2 separate regions of the Mus musculus genome follow, and region 2 is linked to region 1. The links are chromatin contacts, called in public Hi-C maps. All regions are on one chromosome and are shown on one strand. The core of a region is the stretch at or near the end of the contact, and the rest is flanking DNA. Distances in the headings are between cores, read along the strand shown. Region 1 overlaps Ints6 (integrator complex subunit 6). Region 2 overlaps Wdfy2 (WD repeat and FYVE domain containing 2).

Evidence for each region. Hi-C and Micro-C count contacts between places; a contact is called where the count stands out from the background.
Region 2: a contact with region 1 is called in a Hi-C map of bone marrow-derived macrophages, with 26 read pairs. The contact joins two enhancer-like sites. A contact is called at or near these places in 1 of 15 datasets of contacts at CTCF or cohesin (pro-B cells), 12 of 484 Hi-C or Micro-C datasets (the AML12 cell line, the HPC-5 cell line, bone marrow-derived macrophages and 5 more), 1 of 115 datasets of contacts at active chromatin or transcription factors (effector CD8 T cells) and 2 of 9 other capture datasets (adipose tissue and liver).

Annotation. Positions count from the first base shown.
Region 1 is chr14:62,723,432-62,726,131 of GRCm38.p6, forward strand. All of the region lies in intron 4 of Ints6 (integrator complex subunit 6), which reads right to left. Among named protein-coding and RNA genes, the nearest start is that of 4931440J10Rik, 36 kb to the right of the region's middle. Within about 2 kb of position 1,335, at least 6 of the 459 cell types and tissues checked have an H3K27ac peak or open chromatin away from gene starts, as enhancers often do. A contact at or near this core is called in bone marrow-derived macrophages, where this site is marked.
Region 2 is chr14:62,939,550-62,942,249 of GRCm38.p6, forward strand. All of the region lies in intron 6 of Wdfy2 (WD repeat and FYVE domain containing 2), which reads left to right. Among named protein-coding and RNA genes, the nearest start is that of Defb48, 44 kb to the right of the region's middle. Within about 2 kb of position 1,357, at least 152 of the 459 cell types and tissues checked have an H3K27ac peak or open chromatin away from gene starts, as enhancers often do. A contact at or near this core is called in bone marrow-derived macrophages, where this site is marked.

The sequences.
Region 1 (2,700 bases), core at 85-2,584:
GAAGCAGAGCCATAGAGAAAAGAAAGGAAACCAAGAAGAAAAAGAGACAAAAGTGAGGAAGAGGGGAAGGAAGAGGAAGAGGGGATGGAGAAAGGAGAAAGAATAAAAGCAAATATTTACCATAACCCCCAAGTAGACTTCAGCTAGTTGCTTACAAATAAATGGTTACAATTTTAGTAAGGGGACAAAGAAACAGCTTAACTTTCAGGGAAATCACAGAACAATTCAGGTCAAGCTTAAAGAAAATATAAAAAAATAATAGGTACTTGTCTTCATCTCCCACTCCACTTACCCAAACGGCACTAATTCTTATCCATTCTTCCTCAACTGCTATAGTATAGCCAAAATATTCTGAACTGAGTCTGATTAAGTCTAAAGAGGCTTATTCCTCCTTTGTGGAAAATGCAAACCATGTAAAGAAATTTGAACCAGATTGCTGAATGATGAAGACAAAGAAGCTCCAGGAGAGAAACCAGGTACCTCAGCCATATACTCCAAAGAAATAATAAATTGTTTTAAGCCAGTAAGTTTCAAAATGGTATGTTATGCATCAATTGATAACTACAGGCATCATGAAATCTAGAGATATCTTCTAGCCTCAGCTCAACCTCAATCCCAAATATCAAAACTTTAAAATGTTAAAGATCTGTAGGGCTTAATAATCAGAGGCCCTTGCCAGTTTATACTTGGCCCAAACTAACCTACTCACAGGTTGAATTACTATCTAAATTTAGATAATATTCCACTTGAATATGCCCAGCCAAATTCTCTCCTCTGAATACCAAATTCTCTATCTGACATTCATTCCTAAATGATTCCAAGATACCTTGAAACCTAAGCATTCTAAAGTCATGATTTCTCTTCTTCTGTAAGTTTTCCAACATTCACTAGGCCAGGAAATGAATGGCATCATTATCATCATCTACACAGTTCTTTAGAAGCCATTTTACTGCCCCTTAAGCCTTAAATACAATTTATGACAGTGAATTTTACTAATTTAACTTCCTAAATATTTCTTTAAAATGTGGGGTTTATTATCTCTTTTACTACCATACCACCTACTTGAGAAAATTGCTAAAATTAACAGCAGCACCTACCTGGTCTTTCAACACTTACTTGTCGTCTTCTCTTCTTTCCTTACCACTGCACAGAACTCTGAATGACATCTGCCTGTCTTGTTCCTGCTAGGCAGGCTCTCAAACCCTGAGCTACATTGCCAGCTCCTGATTCTTCTGTATTAGCACCATCATTACTTAGCATGGTTCAAGCTCCTTGCACAATGAGGCCCAAACTTCTTTTCCACCATATACTATAATCCCCTTTTTTGTCAATGCTCCAAGTGCCATTAGCCTTGTTTCAGTTCCTCATTCTCAAAACAAACCCTTTAGAGAAAAGGACTCCCCTGCCTGATATGATCTTCATTTATATATTCTATATAATAAACCTTACTCTCTTCTGGTCTTCTCTTAGACAAAGCCTCATTCTGCAGCCTAAGCTGGCACAGGAGTCCTACCTCAGCTTCAAGCCCTGGAACTGCAGAGCTGAGCCACCACACTGGCTTCTCTTCACATATTACAACCCATGACCTCTGACTAGATCTAATATAGTTACTATAAGACCTGATAGCACATTCCTCCCTACTCTACCCTAATTTGTTTACAGTACTAGAGGTGGAGCCCAGTACCTCAAAGCCTGAGCTAGATATCACTTCATATCCCTCCATTTTGAGAGAATAAGTGGTGAATGCAAGTTTACTTTCATCTACCTAATTATTTTTTAAAATTGCTATCTTCTCCAGTACCCCAAAAGCAGGACTCCGGTTCACTTTGCCATCCATTCTATCTTAGACTCTGGTGTATCTAGACAATGAGTTGTTCAATAAATATGACTCAATGAAAATGAAAGGATTAATAATGTGACTAGCTAAGCTGTGAAAGCACTGAGGACTCTACTGAACAACTGAAAGCAATGAAATAGTGTGAGCAGAATGATATACACAAATGGCATATTTTAGAGACATTCTGCCACATGTGGCAGATTAAAGGTAGTCATGAAAAGAACCAAGACAGCAAGAGTGCTAGTAAAGATGCTTGCCACCAAGCCTGATTTCCAAAACAACCTCTGCACGTGCACCATGGCACTCATGTGTATTCATTCATACAAAAACTAAATAAAATTTAAAAGAAGAAAAAGAGGGCCAGACATATAGCTAAGCTGTTAAAAGAGTACTCACTGATCATCTAAAAGACCTGAAATCAGTTCCCAACACCCATATCATGCAGCTCATAACCACCCATAACTCTAGTGCAGGGGATCCAATACCTTCTTCTGGCCTCCTCAGGTACCTGTACTCATGTGCACATAACCACACAGTCATACACAGTTGAAAAATAAAAATAAACAAATGGTTTGTTGTAGACAGAATGCACAAACACTTGTCTAGCATATGTTAGGCCTGAGATCTCTCAATGAAGGAAAAAGGAAGAGAGGGGGGAAGGGAGGGAGGGAGGGTGGGAAGGAAGGAAGGAGGAAGGAATGGAGGGAGAGAGAAAGGTGGGAAAGCAGGAAGGCAAGCAGGCAGGAGTAAGAGCTGCGGCACTAAATAACTAGTGGCAATGGAAAAAGAAAAGAGGAAGCAGACTAAGGATTACTAAAGGTAAGAACCTGATAGACATCAAAAACAAAGGAATGATATACAGC
Region 2 (2,700 bases), core at 107-2,606, 220 kb after region 1:
AGAGCTGGAATCTCAGCACTCGCAGTAAGAGGCCTATGACACCTGTAACTTCATCTTCAGGAATCTGGCACCCCCTTGTGGCCCCCACAGGCACCTGCATGAAGGTACTCACGTACATTGTAAAAGATGAAAAAAATGAAAAAATATGGATAGCTATTAAAATGCTTATTTTAGCAAATTTATAATATTCAGTTTAATATAAACAAATGTAAATATTCAGATAGCATTTAGGTAAATCCAGTAAGTAAGCAATAATGCAACATGCATGCATGGTATAGGATATGACTCCACCAGTAACAATTATATTCATAAAACATGTGTAACATGGGCTGGAGAGATGGCTCAGGGGTTAAGAGCACTGACTGCTCTTCCAAGGCCCTGAGTTCAATTCCCAGCAACCACGTGGTGGCTCAAAACCATCAGTAAGGGGTTCTGATGCCCTCTTCTGGTGTATCTGAAGACAGCTACAGTGTACTTATATAAATAAAAATAAATCTTTTTAAAAATCTGTGTAACACAGATTTTACCATTTTAACCCTTGCGGTGTTTTGTGTTTGTTTTGCACTGCTAGAGTTTGCTCTGTGGGCTGTGTGCATGCTAGGCAGGTGTTCTGCCCCTGACTGCATCCCTGCTAGTTTCCTCCGCTGTTAAGCATACAATAGTTCAGGGAAGTGTTTCTGTAGTTACCTAGCTTCATGAAGAGTCCATCATCCACTGAGTCTCTGTTGATGAATCTTTTCAAGCCATTCTTTCTCACAGTGCCCACAGTGGTCTAAATCTGTTGTAGTTTAAGAATCTGAGCTGCTCATCTTCACGTTTTATAGGAAATAAAAAAAATCTGTCACTGCCTTGTTTTCCTGAGTGTAGTGGCTTCACTAGTGAAGAGGCCTCTTCATATTCCCTGGCATCTAATACTGAAAGGGTCAACTGGGTGAAGGCCTCACGTCAGCAACACTGCTTCCTCAAGGGAAGGTGTCTCGGCCCTGCCTCATCTGCTGGGAAGACAGCCAAGGGCGTTCATTTCCACTCCCTGTTATTCAGCTGCTGGCTCATCTGCCGATGCGTACTGAATATCTGTGCAATCCAGGCCGGGTTGTTTATACTGAGGACACCATGGACAAGCCCAGGCTCTGGCCTCTCGGAGTCTCTGGTCTATGAAGTAATAGCCACTCTAGGGGAAGATAGTCTGTGAGCCATGAGCGCGCTGACGGGAAGGACCTGGGATTTAGGTGAGGCTTGCTGTGGGCTAGAGAACTGTTTTGTACTTTCATTCATTTGCACTGCATCCTGCCCTGGCCTGTGCTTGGCTGCTGTAGGGGGAAGACGGAGTGGGTAAGGGCGAGGATGTGGTTGACCACACGTTGCTGGGGGAACTGAGGTTAATCGTGAACAGGGCTGTATGCAAGCAGAATGCAGTGCAGTGGGGGAGAGGCTGGTTAGCAAACCCACAGCAATGAGTGCAAAGGGACTTTCTGTGATCTTAAGAGTCTTTTGGGACAGTTAGCAAACTTTCCTAGATGCCTCCAAGGCACAAGACCTTATTAAAGCAAGATGGCCACTTTTAAAGTGTCAGCGTCCAAAAAACATGAAGCTATTTAATCTTCTCCAAGTATTTTTTAGTAATATTATTGAAAAATGAGTGTTTCTGACATTCCTAGGTATTTGTTGGCTATGTGTTCATTTTATATAGAAAATTTATTTCTGTGTCCGTATTTGAGGAATTTGATTTGTCAGGAGATTGCTGGAGAAGAAACTGTCATACTATTAGGTAGCCACACTAGAGCACCTACCGCGTAGTCCTACGTAATTGATCCAGTCCATTCTCATACAATATCCCAGTGGTTCCATCATCCCCTCTTCATACGTGAGGGGTGGCTAGTTTCCTCTCTGTTGCTAAAACACTGACTTATGAGAGGAAAGTGTTTATTTAGGTTAGATTCAGGTCACAGTCCATCATTGAAGGAAGTCAGGGCAGGAACCCAAGCATAAGTCTGAAGCAGAAACAATGGAGCAGGGCTGCTTGCTGGCTTGCTTGCTTGCTGGCTTGCTTACTGACTCATGGTCAGCACTATCTCTAGTCAGGTCGTCCTGAGATAGTGTCACCCACCATGGGCTAGGTCCCCTGCTTCAACAAACCAGAGACTCCCCCACTGACATGCCCACGCACCAGTTCAATCTAGACAACCTTCACTTGAGGTGTCTCTCCTCTCAGATGACTCTAGACCAGTGTTTCTCAACTTCCTAATGCTGTGACCCTTTAATACAGTTCCTCATGCTGTGGTGACCCCAACCATAAAATTATTTTTGTTGCTACTTAATAACTCTAATCTTGCTACTGTTATGAATTATAATATAAATAATCTGATACGCAGGATATCTGATAAGCTACCCCTATGAAAGGGTCATTTGACCCCAAAAGGGTCATGATTCACAGGTTGAGAACCACTGTTCTAGGCTGTGTCAAGTAGACAGTTAAAGCTACATAGGACAAGGATACTAGCATTTAGAATATAATTGATTTATAAAGCATTTGGAACCTTGAAGTCCCAAATTTCTACCTCTGATGTTGTCCCTAATTATACCTAATACTCAAATATAAAAACACATCACAGTATTCTCAAATAAAGACGTGCAATTAACCAGTGTCATCTTCCTGCTGGTAGAATGGTGTGCTGGCCTAGTGTGATGTCAGCCTCACAC